Regions from separate parts of the Mus musculus genome. Here regions 1, 3 and 4 are each linked to region 2. The links are chromatin contacts, called in public HiChIP or PLAC-seq and Micro-C maps. All regions are on one chromosome and are shown on one strand. Each heading gives the region's core, a stretch centred on a gene start, on an enhancer-like site or on the middle of the called end of the contact. The rest is flanking DNA. Distances are from core to core; before and after follow the strand shown. Region 1 overlaps Hip1r (huntingtin interacting protein 1 related). Region 2 holds the start of Clip1 (CAP-GLY domain containing linker protein 1). Region 3 holds the start of Hip1r (huntingtin interacting protein 1 related). Region 4 holds the start of Wdr66 (WD repeat domain 66).

Region 1 (4,182 bases), core at 1,376-3,875, 310 kb before region 2:
CCTCTCTCTCAGTCGTCGTCGTCGTCTTTCTTCGTCTTTCTTCGTCTTCTCCTCCTCCTCTTCCTCTTCTCCTCTCTCTCTCTCTCTCTCTCTCTCTCTCTCTCTCTCTCTCTCTCTCTCTCTCTCTCTCATCTCTCCCTCCCTCCCTCCCTCCCTCCCTCCCTCCCTCCCTCCCAGGCCTCCTTCCCTCTCAGCACAGGAGGACATAGGGCCTCCCGTCCCCACCAGGGCTGCACACTCACAGGAGTGCAGCTTAAACATGAGCTTCACTGTGTAGTGGTACAGGTGGCTGCAGTCCTGAATGACCTGGATGAGCGGCGCTAGGCGACACTGGCCAGAAGACATCTGGGACACTGCGATGGCCGTGTTGAGCTGCCGGAAAACTGAGAAAAGGGCGCAGGTGGAAGCCAGCATGAGCAGATGTGGCTGGAGGCCAGCTTGTGGGCAGCCCCACCCAGGTCCACTTTAGTGGCAGCTCAGACACTAGGGCCCTGGAGTGGGTGAGTGGCCCTCCACTGTGCTGTCAAAACCATGGTGGAGGTTTAGTAATGGCTGGGATTCTAATCTGGGCCTTCAACAGCATCCTCTAGGCTGGGACTAGTGTCCTGTGCCCCCTGGAACAAGGTCAAGGTGGACAGTAAGGCTGGGCTATGCTCTCAATAAGCTCTAGTTAGGGAGGGTTTTCTAGAACCCTCGGCCAGGGTGAGTTGGGGACAGGCGCTGAAGGACAGGAATGCCCGCTCCACATTCCAGGGCCGCAAACTTACACTGTACCTCAGAGACGGAACAAGCTTAGGGCCCCAGAGAGGTGGCTCAGTGCGCACCACCAAATCTGATGGCCTATACGTCACATGGAGAGGGACAGACCCCTTTAAGTTACCCTCTGACCTCTACACATGTGCCATGGCACAGGCATGTACACACACACACACTAAATTAAAATGTAGCCCATCTATTTTAAAATACTGTCACTCCAACTAAGCATGTTAGTGCAAACCTATAATCTGCTCAGAAAACTGAGGCAGGAGGATTGAGCTCAAGGCCAAACTTCTGAAAAGCAAGACCTTGTCTCAAAAACAACAAAAGAGGCCGGAGAGGTGGCTTAGGGGCTACTGTGCTGGCTACTCTTCCTGAAGACCTAGGTTCTATTTCCCAACACACACACACACACACACACACACACACACACACACACACCCTCACAACTAATCCATAACTCTGGTGCCAGAGGGTTTGATGCCCTCTTCTGGCTTCTACAGGTACCAGGCATAGACATGGTACACAGATGTACATGCAGGCCAAACACCATACGGGTTTGGTTTTTGGTTTTCGTAAAAAGACTGTCACTGTAATAGCCCATCGTGTAGCTGTGGAGACTGGCTAGTGTCTGTTCCAGGTCACAGCCTTGAACACAGGCTCTGTGAGCCCCAAATGACCTGATGCCTCCTCACTTGTCCTGGAGACCCTGACAATCAGGCCTTGTATCAGAACTCCAGAGAAAGAGGGACAGACAAAGGACAAACACGAGGCTGCCTCCCCTGGCCAGCATCTTCTCTGGGGCAGAGAGGGGAATGACAAAGAGCGGGGCAGTGAGCCAGGCCGGGAGAGCAGCCAGGCCCCATGTGGGGCAGATCTGAGTGGTGCCAGAAGCCCTCAGCCCCTTGGTCTGGCCATGCCTGGGGGGGGGGGGGGAGGAGCTGTCTGCAAGGATGGAAGCCACACTAGGGTTTTGTTTCTTTGTTTGGTTTTGGCTTTTTTTTATCTTGGGGTGTGTGTGTGTGTGTAAACTCTGGTTTTGTTCTGTGCCCTTCCTTTCTCCCTTCCTCTGCCCCTCCCTCCTCCCCAGAGTGTCGCCCACCCACCCACCCCCACATGCTAGGCAAGCACTTCATTATTTAGGTGCCACCCTGGCTAATCGAGACCAGATTGGTCTCAAACTCAGATATATGATTGATTTTTTTCTCTTAAGCACCAGGATTAAGGGCATGTGCCACCAAACTCGGACCTCTTATTTAAAGTTTTCTTTCCTTTATTTTCTATGTATAGGTGTTTTGCCTGTGCACCACATGCCTGCAATGCCCTCAAAGGCCAGAAGAGGGCATCAGATCCCCTAGAACTGGACAGTTAGGACCAGCCACAGGGCCAGGGCGCTCTCCAGCCCTTCTCACTTTTGAGACTGGGTCTCAGTAAGCTCCCCAGGTTGACCTTGAACTTACTCTAGCTCAAGCAGGCCTCAAATTCACGATTCTCCTGCCTCAGCCTTCTGAGGCACATCGCTCTTAACAGCCTTGCACTCCCATTGAAGGCAGTGTGTTACAGCGGGCTTTCTACTGAGGTAGACCTGCAGGGGTTTCTATCTTCTGTCACCTACGTGTGCCCACTCTCTATAAGTCACCAAGGATAGGGGCCTGCAGGTCCTTCCCCCTGGGCCTCCTCCTAGGTCAAGAGCAGCTAGGGTGGGACACAAGGGCTACGGCTTGAATCTCACGGCCTGTGTGCTCTGAGGAGCTCGGGCTTCCCCTTTCTGCCAGGACTCAATTCCTGGTGGCCTGGGTCCAGCTGCACTACTGGGCCACACCCCTGGTGACCTGCCGTTTTGTCCTACTCCTGGACAGGCTCCACGCTGGCCTCTCACCCTCCAGAGCCACAGGCCCAGACCCAGCGTACAGAGTGGCTGTCCTGCCTCTTCCCAATTCCCTGTTTTTCCTTAAAAAGGCGTGTGCCTTGGGCTTCATCATAGCCAACAGTGAGTCACAGCAGTTATTTTGAAGGTACAGCCCAGAACAATCACCTCCCAGGCGGGCGGGGAGGGTGAGCCCTCAGAGATTTCCTGTCCAACAGCTGCCAGTTCTTTGGCTGAACAGTCTGACAGGACCGTGAGGCATTTCAGAACACACAGTAGGAAATGTTAGCCATGTTTTCTCTCCTGGAGAGTAGTGCGGTGCCGAGGCCAGGCAGGAGCCTAGAGGGTCCTCCATGGGGCACACCCCACCCTCCACACCCAGGGGCCCATAGTGGCCTTCATGTGCCATGTCTTGGACACACGTAGGGTCTCGAGGAAGGGAAGTCTCTGCTTGTGCTCTGGAGGTACCATGAGGCCCCCTTCTGTCTTGGAGGGAGAGGGACCCCAAGGAAGAGGTGCACGTAAGACCTGGGTTACTGTGGGTGCTCTATCAGAAGAATCACTCGCCCAGTGTCAGTGGGGCCCAGGTTTCACCCCAACAGCAGGAAAGACAAGTGAAAATCCAGCCTGCCCACCAGTGCCTTCACAGCCTGGCATGAGTGACTTGCTCACCTGACTCAGAAAGCTTCAGTTCACAGTCCATGTAGTCAAACATCTCCACGGTAAGCTGAAAACTAGGAGAAAAGACGGGGATGCAAAGGGCAGCAGGGCACACCCACACAATCCCCGAGACCCCTTAGGAACAGGAAGCAAACTCCATCAGGCAGAAACATGGAGTACCTGATAAACCCCTTCACCCATAGCCTGGCCCCCTGGGGGTCATGACCTTCAGCCCTGTGGCCTCACTTGACATGGTCCCCAGTGGGCAGGCACTTGGGGGAAACTGAGGCTACACAGACTCACATGTTGTTGACATCAGTTCCCGCCGCCTTCTCCAACACCTCATCTGTTACCTCCAGGCCTGCAGGAAACTGGGGATGCTGCAGAAACAGCCCCCACGCAGCCTCATTGAGCAGCCACACACGGGTCCCATCCCTGCTCCTGACAGCTCCCATGAGAAGGGGAGTCGCCAGGGAGGTTTCTCAATCCCCTCATTCTGTGATCCCAGCTTCTCTGGTTAAGCCAAAGGGGCCGACAGAAATCCTGGGGCTGAGGCAGGGGCAGCCTGACCAGGACTGACGGGCAAGGCCACTGGAGCACACACAGGCTGGCATCTGCATTGGATCTATGCAAACATGGAGACAGCCCGATGATCTCCTGCCAGTCTTCCTAGCCTCCACAGCAAGTGGACAGAGCATGGATGGACAGGTGCCATCCAACCCCCTCTATGCCCCAGGATGTCACAGAGAGAAGAGCCTCCCAGTCCCATAGTCCATGATTGCTCAGGGAGACTACCTTAAGGTGGAAGGAGATCTTAGTCAGCAACAGTTTGGTATAGATATTCACCAGGTGTCCATACTGGTCACGAAGGTGGCCCTGTGGGGATGGGAGCCCTGTGT
Region 2 (4,101 bases), core at 1,495-3,994:
ACACACACACCATATGTGTGTGTGTATATACATATATATATATAATTTTTTTTGAGACAGGGTTTTTCTGTGTAGTTCTGGCTGTCCTGGAACTCCATCTGTAGTTGAGGCTGGCCCTGTCTCTGGCTCCTGAGTGCTGGGATTAAAGGCGTGTACTATCACTTACCACCAGGCACACCCTGGCAGTTGTATAGCATTTAAAAAAAATGTTATGTTCATTGCTGTTTTGCCTGCATGTATGTGTGTATGAGGGTATCAGAACTCTGGAACTGGAGTTACAGAGAGGTGTGAGCTACCATGTGGGTATTGGGAATTGAACTTGGGTAGTCTGGAAAAGCAGCCAGTGCTCTTAATCTCTGAGCCATTTCTCTAGCCCTGCAACACATGTTTTAATTTCTCTTGGGACTATACCTCTGAGTATAAATGCTGGATCACATGGGAACTCTGTTTAACATTTTGAGGAACTGTACTGTGAATATACTAAGTGTTAAAAACATGTATATTTACTTAGCTGTTATGTGACAGGGTCTCTTGCTGGTGTAGAACTCACGAGGTAGACCTATGTGGATCTCAGAGATCCACTTGCCTCTGACTTCCCAGTGCTGTGATGCTGGGCTAACACTCTCAGTCTGTTCCCGATTTTTGACTATATCAAATACTTCTGCTGTAAACAAACAAACAAACAAACAAACAACCCACTTCTGCTGTGAATGCTGTGAACATGTGTCCCCATGTACTTCACTGTGTTGGATGTTGTGGAAGGAGGTCTCAACTTTTTGTGTGTGTGCACTCAAAAAGATATTCATTGATCAGAACTACTGCATCAAGCACCAATTTCACAGATATCCTGCCTTACTGGATTTTTAAAAAGGCACAGGATCTTAGATATGTGATGGCAACCTTATAAGTGACTTTGGTCACCCTCCACATTGTAAAGCCGTCTGTACTCAGAGCCCTAGTCTATTGAGAAGGCCTGGAGTGTAGTTTGCAGGATGGTGCCTACTGCTGTTCTTGGTTAGCTGAATGGAGCTTTTGTGGTCATTGGCTGGTTCTCTTTGAGAGCTCATCCTGGGATTCTAAACAGCAGTTTGTCATTCTCTCATCATTTCCACTTTTTTTTTCTTGGTTTTTCAGGACAGTGTTTCTCTGTGTAGGCCTGGGTGTCCTGGAATTCGTTCTGGAGACCAGGCTGGTCTTATATTCAGAGCTCTCTCTGCTTCTGCCTCCTGAGTGCTGGGATTAAAGGCGTGTGCTGCTGCCACCCCAATACATTTTTACTCATCGCCAGGATATAGCCCTGGATGGTATGTAGAGCAGGCTAGGTTAACCTCAAGAGATTCAGCTGCCTCCCACTCCTGAAGGCTAGTATTGTCAGTGTGCACACCAATAGGCCTGGCTGCTATTATTATTATTATTATTATTATTAAATATTTTATTTATTTGTTATTATAAATTTTATGACAGGGTTCTATGTATACTCTGTGTAGCTCTGGCTGTCCTGGAACTCAGGAGGCAGAGGCAGGCAAATCTCTGTGTTTGAGGCCAGCCTGGTCTACAAAGAGAGTTCCAGGACAGCCAAGGCTATTACACACAGAAACCATCTGGAATAACCAAGAGAGGAAAAACAGAGTTGAATTGTACTCAGATCAGCGGGTAAGTATTGCTTGCCTAAGTAGGAATGAATTCTGGGTTCCCAGGGTACTCTCACCTCTTGACCTTGGAGCTCACATATCAGGCTCAGGTGGAATAATAGATTATTTTTGTGTGTGTGTGATTTAAGGCTTAAATGGACAGGAGGGTCTGCAGATGAAATTTACTTTGTGCATTTCCAGTGGAGTTCCCTTCTTGGGCTCTCTGAGGTGCCTGTTTGCCCAGACACAATGGTGTTTTAAATAAAGGTCAAGAAGGGAGGTCGCCCTTCAGAATATTTCCTCCTTGGCCCCTTCTCCATCAATACTGAGTCACTGCAGAAACCTGGGCTTCCAACAGCTGCAGATTTCTGCCGGGAGCTGCAAAACTTCTGGGGTTGCCATGGTCCATGGGAGCGAAATGCTGGCCGCCCTCTGCTAGCGCAGCCCTGAGCCGGCTGTTGCAGCGTCCTCTCCAGTCCCTTTCAAAAGCTTGACAAGGGGATCCCTGCTTGGGGAGGAGCCCGAACGGGACATTAACCTGGGCTTCTGTCCAAACGACTGGGGCGAATAAAAGACGCTTTTCTTAAACTAACTGGGCTGCAGCCCTGGGCTCATCTCAAAGGATTTTTTTTTTTTAACCCCTCAGTGATTTCCTGGAGAGCAGAGACCGTTCATCCCAAGCTGAGCTTGCCTATGGGCATCTCCCTTCCAACTTGGGGCAACGGATTTATCACCCTGCTCTAGGCGGGAAAGGGAGGTCAATGAAATCAATCAGCTCCCCCACTCTCCAACCGCACCCCATCCCATCCCCAAACGGCAGGCTGCGGTTGGTCCAGTCTACGGGTAGCCATCCGGGGTGACTTGCATATTCTGGGCACACTTGGCTAGGAAACAGGGAGAAGCCTGAAATGCCAAGGCACCCGCGTCTGCAGGCCCTTCGGTCCGTCCCCCGGCATCTTGCTCCTTATCGTGGAGGATTTAGGGGCTCGCAAGGGGAGCAGGCAGACAAAGGGGCGGCAGGGGAGCTCGCGGGCGGCAGCGGCCCGGGCACGGGGAGGGGCGGCGCGGCGTCTTCTCCCGGCCCCGCGGCGGCGGCGGCAGCGCGTCACGTTCTCTTCCCCGCCCCGAGCCGAAGAGCCGGGGAGGCGGGAGGCGGCGGCCGCGGCGGCTGCTGCTGCTGCTGCTGGGAGGCAGGTGACGGCGACCAGCGGCGTCCCAGGCGGTGAGCGAAGCGCGGGCCCCATCTCCATCTCTCCTTCCTCGCCGTCCCACCCGTTCTCCCTCCGCTCCTTCCCGCCGCCCGGGGATCCGGGAGGGAAACGCCGGGAGGGAAGGCTCGTCTCAAGCTCCCGCCACGCACCGGGACGGCGGCCGAGGAGCCGCGGACGCACCCGGGAGGGTGGCGGGCGCGGGGAGAGCGTGGCTGCGGGGAAGGCTGGCTGCGTGCGAGCCGCGCGCGTCCGGGCCCTGGCAGCCGCGGCCCGGGGCCTTGCCTGCCTTCCTCCCGCCGCCTCAAGATGGAGCGTGGACTCCTTGTCCCTGCGCCGCCTCGGGAGCCGTTCTCGGAGGAGCCCGCGTCCTCTTCCCCAGCTCTTGGAGGGGGAGGTTCCGGGGACGGCTCCGTCGCTCCCAGAGGCCGCGGGTCCGGTTCGACCTGTTGCCCTGGACGCCTCCCGCCGCTCGCCATCTGGGCGAGCTTTCCTCGGGCAGGCCCGGGACGCCGGGTGGCCGGCCGCGAGCCGGCATGGAGGGCGCCCTTGCCCCGTGGCGCTCGGGCTCAGCCCGGCCCGGCTCGGGCCCCGGTTCCCGGTCCCTGGCTGTTCGGCCCCGGGCTTTTGTTTTCCTTCAGACCCCTGGAGCGTGATTCTCTGTGAAGGTAGAAGGGCGAAACAGGGTGCCAGATCTCTGAAATCACCGCTGCCCGGTAACCCGAACCTGCCAGCGCGGTCGGGGGTTGGCGCGGAAGACAGATGACACTTGTTCGGGGTTGGGGGTGGGGATGGGGTGACTATTTTAAAAGCAGAGAGCCTTGTGGTTTGTCTCGAACCTGGAGGTGTTGCGTTATTGGGGAGAGAACAACAGAATATCGGATTAATTTATTTAATTTTTATTTATTTTTATTTTTTTCTGAGTCTGGAGTCCTGCCCTGACATCCCGTAGTCTCTCCGCTTCATGTGGCTTTTCCCATCTGGCAGAAACCGCACACCACCCCCTTCCTCCCTGCCCAGCCCCACCTCTCTGGTATGAAGAAATGACTCGTTAAGTCTGGAATCCACGTGCATACCCATTTTTTAGCAAAAACTTGCCAACTACTGTTTCTATTTATTTACTTATTTATTTATTAAGACAGTGGATATGTTTCTGTCATTTCCTTGGTTTTTTTTTTGTTTTTGTTTTTGTTTTTTTTCATTTTGGTGTGAGTCGGCAGTCTAGCCTCTTCTAGGCCCAGGACTGTGTCTGTCTGTCTGCT
Region 3 (4,304 bases), core at 229-2,728, 290 kb before region 2:
CTCTCTAGGCTCTGCGAGTTTACTAGCACAATTAATTATGTATTAATGACTTCACATCAAACGCCATGTTTGTTTTTTATGGTGGGGAATCCAGGCTGGACCAGATGGAGATCACACGGATAAATTAATCATTCGAAGCCAGGTTGGTACTGGCAACTTGGCATGCTCGCTCGGAGCCCTCCCGTCCTGAGGTTTTATCCTTATCCCTGTCCATCATAAGCACAAAGGTGAGAGGCCTCCCGTTTTGTTATTTCAAAACTGAAAGCTAGTGGAGACTGCTTGTGCTAACTTGTTTTGAAAGCAACCACAGAGAGTCCTTGCTCTCTGCTCTGACCAAGGGGGAAGGAACTCGCCAGTGGGGCACCCACAAATGCAAATGTCACCAACCTGCTTCAGATACAGGTGGGAGGAGTCTTTGGCTTCCTTTATTGCTAAAGCTTAAAAAAAAAAAAAAGCAGCCATTTCGGTCTGGGCTGACTTCGTAGTCAAATAAGTAGTGACACCCCTCCGCGCCCCGCACCCCCCCCCCCCCGCCAACCTCCATGAGTCCACCCAAGACTTAATTAAGAACAGGGCAGAGTTTGTAAAACAAAAAGGAGGGAAGCAGACGTGTTGGTGGTGGTCGTCTGGAAGCAGGAGGATGAGGATTTTTAAGGCTAGCGTGGGCTACATGAGACCCTGTCTTAAAAAAAAAAAAAAAAAAAAAAACCCAAAACCAAAGCAACACCTGCACAGTGGGTCCCCAGAAGCCATGCATGAATGAATGCGCATCAGGGCCATTATTCAATTTTCCACGCCACCTTCTCGGGTCGGGCCCTCTCCTGGGAGAGCGGCGCGTGGGAGCGCAGGAAAGGAGCCTGGGAAGTTTCCGTCTGTCAGGCGCCGGTGTTTAACGAGGGGGTGGCAGCCTATTTATAAGTGGGCCCCCGCGCGGGCAAACAAGTCTGGCGACCTACGTGAAACTTTTCACCCGAGCAGATAATAAGATACTGTGCGGCCGTGCGAACAGCTCGGCAGCGAGGGAAGCCGGGAGCTTCCCTGGAAAGGCGGCGGCGAGCAGAGGGCGCTCCGGGCCCCGCGCGGCCGTGCGCACCTGGGCCGCGTCCGCATCCCGGAGCCCAGCCCCGCTGTCGCGCGGCTTCCGGTCACCTGCGCCGCCCGGGGCCGCGGAGCCCGCAACCGTCCGCGCAGGGCCGAGCGCACCGAGGGCCGCCGCCGCCACCGCCCGCCCAGCCCGTGCCCGCGCTCGCCTGCGTCTTGTCGAACTGCTCGCGCTCGGCCTCTAGGCTGTGGCCCGGCCTGCGGCTCAGCACCCGCGCCGGCACATTCTTGATGCTGTTCATGCTGCCGCCGACCGTGTCCCGGCCCGGCTCCGCGCGAATGAGGCGTCACCGCCCGCCTCAAGCCTAGGCACACGGAGGCCGCGCGCCGCGCCGCACGGGGAGGAGCCGCAGCCCCTCCCGCCAGTCACTCCGGTTGTCCAACCGACGCCCCGCCCTCCCCGGCTCCGAACGCTCCGCCCCCCGCCCCCGCCGGGTCCCCGGGACTCCTGGCGTGCCCCGCCCACTGCATCCCTTGATCAACCCTAGGATGCCTAGTAGCCACCACTGTGGTCCCTTAGGACTCCCAGGACACCCTGCCATGCAACCCTCTGTCACCCAGTACGCCCTGCCCTGCACCCTTCCAGTCCCCGGGGACGCCCCATCCGGCACCCCTTCTGGTCCCCCGGGACTCCTTGAACCCCAAGACTCTGCATCCGCTTCGTTCCCGCGGGACTTCCTGGGAGTGTCCCTTGCACACCTGTCCTTGTCTCCTTGCACAATTCTAGCTCTCCAGGATTCCCCAACACACCAGTTCCCTAATTCTGACAGATCAGATGCAAGGACAAATACCCACTTAGCTTGGCTACATACCTTCTTACCATCTCCCCAAAGAAAGGAAAAATCACGTTGGGTCTTTCTCTACACCTGTAGGGGGAAAACTGGAACAAATAAGAGTCTTGTCTCCTTGAGTCTGGTCAGTAGCCACGCTGCAGGTTTCTTTGGTTTTTTTGTTGGGAGCCCAGCCATCTCTTCAAGTCTTTGCTTTTTGAGATGAAGTATCAACTCCCTGAGATAGGAAATGCTGTCATGAGTTAGACACCTGACCGTCTGTCTCCTAGGTCAGGTGACGCTCTCTGAGGACCCAGACGGACCCTTTCTTTCCCATTGCTCATTCCTTACTGTGTTGACATCCACTCAACATTTCAGAGTTGGACAAGGCTGTCTTTGCCACTAAGAGATTAGCCGTGCTTTATCTAATACCAATCAATGAAAAGCTCCTTTGCCAAAATATGAGGAGTAACAACAACAGCCGATACTTAAAACCTATTTGCCAGGTATGGGGCTAAACCCCTTATACCTATTATCTTGTCCCTAATCCTCAGCAAGTCACTAAATAGCCATGGTCAAAAAAAAAAAAAAAAACACACAACACAACAGATGAGCCGATTTGTTCTGTGCCAGCTGTTTCTCGGACTCTTTTTCTCACACGGGACAAAAACCAGTTATCCTGTGATTTCCATACAAAAGACCAGCCCCCACTGGGTATAGAACATCTACTACAGTGGCCTGTCATTATCAAAAGTTCCCATTCTTTTTCGTCAATAGAGGCTATTACTGCGCTGGGCGTGGTGTTCAGGCATCCAGTCAGCAGGACCCCATTCAATCTTAAAGTTTTGGTGGTATTTTTGCAGACCAAGAAAAAAAAAGGGGAAGGGCTTCGAGCCTAGGTTCACACTGTTGCAAAATGATGCCTTCAGGATATGGTCTCAGATCGGCCAGGTTTCCAGACAAGCACACTTGTAATGATACTGGAGTCCCTATGGCTATTACAATGTATCTGCGGGTGAGGTTTTGAGTAGCTGAAGGTCAAGGTGGCCTTGTGCTGACCAGCCTTCTGCTTTCCATACCTAGTAAAGCACCTGGTACATGACCTTGTTTTTTAAAAATGGGCTTGAGGGTCAACAAAATGGGAAAGTAAAGGTGCTTGCTGCCAAGCTTGAGGTCCTGAGTTCAATGTCCAGGACCCCCATGGGGGAAGGAGAGAAATGATCCCTGCATGTTGTCCTCTGACCTTTAATTCAAGCTGTGGTATGCACATGCACATATACACAAAATAAACACATCAATTTAATTAAAAACAAACAAACAAACAGGTGTGAGGGTAAGCATGGGACCATTAAATCCAGCATTTTTGAGGCAGGGGTGGCCTCTGTGTAAATGAGGCCAACCCAGTTTATATAGTGACTTAAAAAGAGTTGGCATATAAAATGAAGGTTTTGAAAGAATAAACCAGCCCCACAGAGTAGAGAACAGAGTGAAGACTTTACTGTTAATGTATGCTATTAGAAAAAGCATTTCCGGGGCACAAAGATGGAAACTCCACTGTCTTGTTTATTAAGGTTCACCTCCAGACATCTTTTTCTTTTTTTTTGGCCCAAAGATTTATTGATTATTATACATAAGTACACTGTAGCTGTCTTCTGACACAAGAAGAGGGCATCAGATCTCATTATGGGTGGTTGTGAGCCACCATGTGGTTGCTGGGATTTGAACTCAGGACCTTCAGAAGAACAGTCAGTGTTTCTTAACCTGCTGAGCCATCTCGCCAGCCCATCTCCAGACCTTTTGAGCAGAGGGGCCTGGTGGTTGACTGAATGTCACTAACTTGCTGCCATCCCCCTTTTAGTAAATTGTAATCGCTGTTTAATCATCCCCCAGGGGAATACAAATTAGACCCCAACTGGGCAAAGTTTTTTGGGGCTCACTGAAAATGACTGTGTGCTGCGGTAGCTACCACCTCGCTGACACACAGACAGGATGCACCCAGCCCCTCTGCAGTTCCGTCTTGCGCCATTCTGGATTTTCAAGTCTGCGCATGCATCATGCTCCTTCCAGAGCCTCAGGGACCTTGCACATGCTGTTACTATAGCTGGAATTCTCTTCCTGTCTGCCTGGTTGAGTGGCTGCTTACCTTGCAGCTAGCTCAGATGCTACTTCTCTAGGGAAGCTTCCCTGACTCCTCCACCCTGACCTATGTCTCAGTATCTCACCATTCTATTTCATAACACCAGTCTTCCACGTGACTACTTAAGATCTGTGTTCCCTCCCTACCAGAACGCAAGCAGGGCTTACTTACCCAGTTATCTCCCAGGGCCTCCAAAGCTACATGGTGTGCTCACAATGAATTTGTATGTGCGAGGGACCAGGGATGGAATCCAGGGCCTTGTGCATGCTGGGAAAGTCGTTCTAACCATGAGCTCT
Region 4 (4,651 bases), core at 562-3,061, 430 kb after region 2:
AAAGGTAACTCGGGCCCACGGAAACAGCGGTATGGTTCGTGCCAAATTCCGAAGCAACCTTCCTGCAAAGGCCATTGGACACAGAATCCGTGTGATGCTGTACCCATCCCGGATTTAAACTAATGGAGAGTAAATAAACAAAAGGGAGCCTGGGACATTTTATACTAAAGAAATGAATCCAGGCTGTGTTCAGGTTAACTCTTGGCCTAACAGACCCACCCACCAAAGGCCACACAGTAGGCTCTTGGAAACACCACTAGGAGTCTTGTCCTTGGACCAGGGCTGGGTTCTTTCTTGGGGGGAGCAAGCTGTGAGAAATTCACACTATTATATCACAGGAACTCAGTCCCAAGACCTTCAGCTGACCTACTGACCCTTTACAAGTTAGGTACACACTTCATGGAAGCTTGGACTGACCTGCCTCCAAACTGGATTAAACCACCCTCCTAGGCATCTCAAAATTACTGAACTTAGCATATGGTTTTCTCTTCTCTTTAATGTGTGTATTTATGTGGTGTGTGTGTGTGTTGTGCAGGTGCTCAAGGAGTCCAGAAGAGGACATTGAATTAATTCCCTGGATCTAAAGTTATAAGGCATTTCATCATGGGTGCTGGGAACCCAAAATTCAGCCCTCAGTAAGAACAGCTAGGGCTCTTAATGGCCTGGCTGTTTCTCCAACCTCGGGACTGTCTCACTTTGGTTTTGTACTCCCACAGCCTGGCACATGCCAAGCACCAAGCGACAGACAATTCAGTGTAAATGGGTGGACAAGCTTCGGGGAGGACTCACCAGGGAGGATGATTCTGAGTAAGTGGGTGGATGAGCTTGGGGAGGACTCACCAGGGAGGAGCTTGACCTGGGTGGCTCATGGCTGATGACAATATTGTCCACCAGGGCTGTTTTGTTTTGCTTCTCTTTCTTTTCCTCCTTGGCTCGTCCAGCTTTTGTCTCAGTTGTCTCAGTATCTTCCTCCTCCTCCTCCTCCTCCCGCTCCACACTCTTCTCTTTCTCTTCCTCTTCTCTTCCCTCCTCCCTTTCCCCCTCATGTTCCGCCTCTTCCTTCTCCTGGCCCTCTTCCTCACCTCCCCTTTCCTTACTTCTCTCGCTCTCCTCACTTTTTTCCTCTTCACCGCTCTTCTCTTCCTCCCATCCCTCTTCCTCTTCCCTTCCTCTCACTTCACTTTCTTCCTCCCCTCTCACTTCCTCTCCCTCTCTCTGCTCCTCCTTCTCCACCCACTCCTCCAGCCCCTCTCCATCCTCCTGAGACTCCTCCCATGACAGTGAGCCCTCAGTTAGGCTCTGCTGCAGAGCATCTTCTTCAAAACTTGGATTATATTCCTCCTTCTCCTCCTCCTCCTCCTCCTCCTCCTCCTTCTCCTCCTCCTTCTCCTCCTCCTCCTTCTCCTCCTCCTCCTCCTCCTTCCCCTCCTCCTCCTCCTCCTTCCCCTTCCCCTCCTCTTCCTCCTCCTCCTCCTTCTCCTTCTCCTCCTCCTTCTCCTCCTCCTCCTTCTCCTCCTCCTTCTCCTCCTCCTTCCCCTTCCCCTCCTCTTCCTCCTCCTCCTCTTCCTCCTTCTTCCCCTTCTCCTCCTCTTCCTCCTTCTTCTCCTCCTCCTTCCCCTCCTCCTTCTCCTCCTCCTTCTCCTCCTCCTTCCCCTTCTCCTCCTCTTCCTCCTCCTCCTTCTCCTTCTCCCCCTCCTCTTCCTCCTCTTCCTCCTCCTTCTTCTCCTCCTTCTCCTCCTCCATCTCTCCACTTTCTCTTGATTCTTCTAGGGGGTTTTCTTCTGTATCTGACATTTCTTCTGTAGTTTCCGCTACAGAAATTTTAACGTAGATTCAGCAGGTCCCTCTATTTCCTGTGCCGGCTTCCTGAGGTGCTAACACGTCGAAATGGGCAGAAGCAGCTCTGGTCCCTTCCTGTGGGAAGAAAAGAATGGCAGCTTCTTGGGAAAGCCCAGCTCAAGTCTCAGAAATCTTTAAAATATTGACTTCCAGGGCCTCCCATCTTTCTAGGACTGATCTTAGAGTCTTCTCACTTTAAATAATTCATATTCCCACAGGCAACAAAATGCATAAGGCAAGCATTTGCAAAACCCTGCTGGGAGGAAGAAGAGAGGGAGATGGGCTGATGACTGAAGTGTAAGCTTGCCAGCTAAAGGTTCCCTCCTCTCCAACTTCCGCTAGCCTCGTTCTGTGACTAGACGCAAGCCATTTTACCCTTTCTTCAAATTTGCTCACAGGCAAAAAAATAAAAATGATAATCCTACATTCTCACATGATTTGCAGACTGGGGCAATACATGTCAAATGCTCAACACAGGTTCACCCAAAGTGTTTGCCAAAAAAAAAAAAAAAAAAAAAGCAGGGTGGGGGATATCAGGTACTATGGGGATAAAAGCAATAGTTTTCTGCAAAGAACCTGAGAGTTTTAAAGACCTCTGGGGCAGGTGAGACCCTAAGTCTAAGGTAGACAGAGCCCCCTCCTCTGGGAAACACATGGCCAGAAGAGAAAACTAACTCCCAAATCAACACATTCAACATGGTATGTGCAAAGAAAGAAAGAAAGAAAGAAAGAAAGAAAGAAAGAAAGAAAGAAAGAAAGAAAGAAAGAAAGAAAGAAAGAAAGAAAGTTAATTCTGGGCTGGAGAGATGGCTCAGTGATTAAGAGCACTCTGGCTGCCCTTTCAGAAGACCCAGGTTTGACTCCCAGCCATGACACGATCGCTCAGAACCATAAGTAACTTGAGTTTCAGGGGATCTGACACCCTCTTCTGTATTCTGCGGGAACTTCATAGGTGGTACACATACATACATGCAGACAAAACAGTCTCACACATAAAATCATTTTTTAAAAAAATTTAATTCCTCTGATACATTCTCTCATTTTGCACCTACATGAAGCAAGAGTTTGGGAGCAGGGGGCTAGGCCCATGTCTGTAATACTGCGATTCAGGAGGTAGAGACAGGAGGATCACTCGAGTTCTTAGGCCAGCACAATCTTTCTAAAAAAAGAAAGAAAGAAAGAAGGAAGGAAGGAAGGAAGGAAAGGAAAAGGAAAAGGAAAAGGAAAAGGAAAAGGAAAAGGAAAAGGAAAAGGAAAAGGAAAAGGAAAAGGAAAAGGAAAAGGAAAAGGAAATGAAAAAGTTTGTGGCCCTGGGAGGCACGACTTACGACAGAGCTAGAATTTAGTTCTTTTGTTTGAAAAAAATGCCACTTTGACATTTTCCACACCCAGGCGGGGGCAATGCCACAGGTGCGCAAGTCTATCCTACCACGAGGTCCAGGAGCCACCAGTTTCTTTTCCTGGGGACCTCCCAGGTCCCACACCCTTGCCGCTGCCTGGCCCGGACCCCAACCCGAGCCGCACCCTCCACTTCGCACTTACAGGGACGCTCCCACTTCTTTTCTCAAAAGCCTTGGGTCGTCCAGCCTCGGGAAATCCCAAGAGACCTCCAGGGGCTCCTGTCCATACTCCCTAGTGACGGTTGCCAACCAAGCTCCGTCCCTATGGCAACGGCTAGTCGCAGGAAAGCAAGGAAGCAGGATGGTAATCACGTGCCCAGAAAGCGGCCTCGAGGCGGACCAGCCTGCCCCCTGCCGGGCTAGCAGCTCACGCCACAGCTTTTTCCTAAAGGACACTTCCACAAGAGCTACTCCCCTACACTGGCGATTCTGACTTTCCTAAAGTTGGACAAGATGTAACGAAAGTAGTGTTTGCAGTTATTTTCTCCAGATTGGGCATTCGTAGGGGAGGGGAAACGGAGACCTGCTCAAAAAACTCGGTGGGGGTTGGGTGGTGGGGTTCCCTCAAGTGTCAGGAAGCCCTTCCGGAGGTCATAAAAGCAGTAAAATAAATAAATGAATGAACGGATGATTGAATGAATAAATAAATACATAAATAAAAACTAGACGTTGGGGGCTGGATAGATGGCTCAGTGGTTAAGATCACTCATTGCTCTTCCGAAGGTCCCGAGTTCAAATCCCAGCAACCACATGGTGGCTCACAATCATCCGTAATGAGATGTGACTCCCTCTTCTGGGGCGTCTGAAGACAGCTACAGTGTACTTGCATGTAATAAATAAATAAATAAATCTTAAAAACAAAACAAAACAAAAAACTAGACGTTGGGCCAGGCATGATGTCCCACCTACAAATCCAGAACTAGGCAGATGAAGCCAGAAGGGTCTGTTCAGTCAGCCTGGACTACACAAGACTTTACTGTGTGAAAGGAGATTTCAGTGGAGCTAGCTGCCTGCGAGTTGTATATCCATAGTGCCGAGAGAGCCTCTAAGCAACCCCAGGAGGCTCACGGGCTCACAGGGCTGATTTGGGTGGGTTCCTTCAGTTTGCCATCAGTGCAAGGTGAACAGATGTGTGCTCATGCCTCTCCAGGAAGCCAGGCAAGAAGTGGTATGAAGCAGTTAATAAAATTCTCCCAGTGCTAAAACCCAATTTTTTTGGCCTCACAGGTGTTACACACAACTGCCCACCTTCTCACCAGGACACAGCATGCAGAGAAGTTTAGTAAACTGGGATTGAAGTTATGTGGAGAGTGCACCATCTTGCTGTTACCACGCAAGCCCAGCTTGGTTAAATCCATTAGCGTTGGGGCTGGTGAGATGGCTCAGTGGGTAAGAGCACCCGACTGCTCTTC

What was found. Hi-C and Micro-C count contacts between places; a contact is called where the count stands out from the background. HiChIP or PLAC-seq counts read pairs in DNA pulled down with a chosen protein or histone mark.
Region 1: a FOXA1 HiChIP or PLAC-seq map of pancreatic cancer cells shows a contact between it and region 2. The contact joins the enhancer-like site here to the promoter of Clip1 in region 2. A contact is called at or near these places in 5 of 39 promoter capture datasets (embryonic stem cells, fetal liver, hippocampal neurons and 2 more) and 1 of 115 datasets of contacts at active chromatin or transcription factors (pancreatic cancer cells).
Region 3: a Micro-C map of embryonic stem cells shows a contact between it and region 2, with 3 times the contacts expected there. The contact joins the promoter of Hip1r here to the promoter of Clip1 in region 2. A contact is called at or near these places in 1 of 484 Hi-C or Micro-C datasets (embryonic stem cells) and 3 of 115 datasets of contacts at active chromatin or transcription factors (embryonic stem cells, memory CD8 T cells and pancreatic cancer cells).
Region 4: an H3K4me3 HiChIP or PLAC-seq map of embryonic stem cells shows a contact between it and region 2, with 3 times the contacts expected there. The contact joins the promoter of Wdr66 here to the promoter of Clip1 in region 2. A contact is called at or near these places in 1 of 39 promoter capture datasets (pre-B cells), 1 of 15 datasets of contacts at CTCF or cohesin (large pre-B cells), 2 of 484 Hi-C or Micro-C datasets (B cells and embryonic stem cells), 3 of 115 datasets of contacts at active chromatin or transcription factors (embryonic stem cells, large pre-B cells and stem cell-derived neural progenitor cells) and 1 of 9 other capture datasets (embryonic stem cells).

Annotation. Positions count from the first base shown.
Region 1 is chr5:123,990,919-123,995,100 of GRCm38.p6, reverse strand. Hip1r (huntingtin interacting protein 1 related) reads right to left here. Exons shown (of 32, transcript NM_145070.3): 5 at 4,079-4,159; 6 at 3,587-3,663; 7 at 3,296-3,357; 8 at 243-383. Among named protein-coding and RNA genes, the nearest start is that of Mir7032, 3.8 kb to the left of the region's middle. Within about 2 kb of position 2,625, at least 173 of the 459 cell types and tissues checked have an H3K27ac peak or open chromatin away from gene starts, as enhancers often do. A contact at or near this core is called in pancreatic cancer cells, where this site is marked.
Region 2 is chr5:123,683,004-123,687,104 of GRCm38.p6, reverse strand. It overlaps Clip1 (CAP-GLY domain containing linker protein 1), which reads left to right and starts at 2,744. Exons shown (of 24, transcript NM_019765.5): 1 at 2,744-2,853.
Region 3 is chr5:123,970,802-123,975,105 of GRCm38.p6, reverse strand. Hip1r (huntingtin interacting protein 1 related) reads right to left here and starts at 1,478. Exons shown (of 32, transcript NM_145070.3): 1 at 1,251-1,478. The coding sequence starts at 1,343. Gm46922 (a long non-coding RNA gene) reads right to left here and starts at 1,238. Exons shown (of 3, transcript XR_001784954.1): 1 at 728-1,238; 2 at 388-437.
Region 4 is chr5:123,250,948-123,255,598 of GRCm38.p6, reverse strand. Wdr66 (WD repeat domain 66) reads right to left here and starts at 1,811. Exons shown (of 21, transcript NM_001370840.1): 1 at 841-1,811. The coding sequence starts at 1,794. It also overlaps the pseudogene Rpl35a-ps6.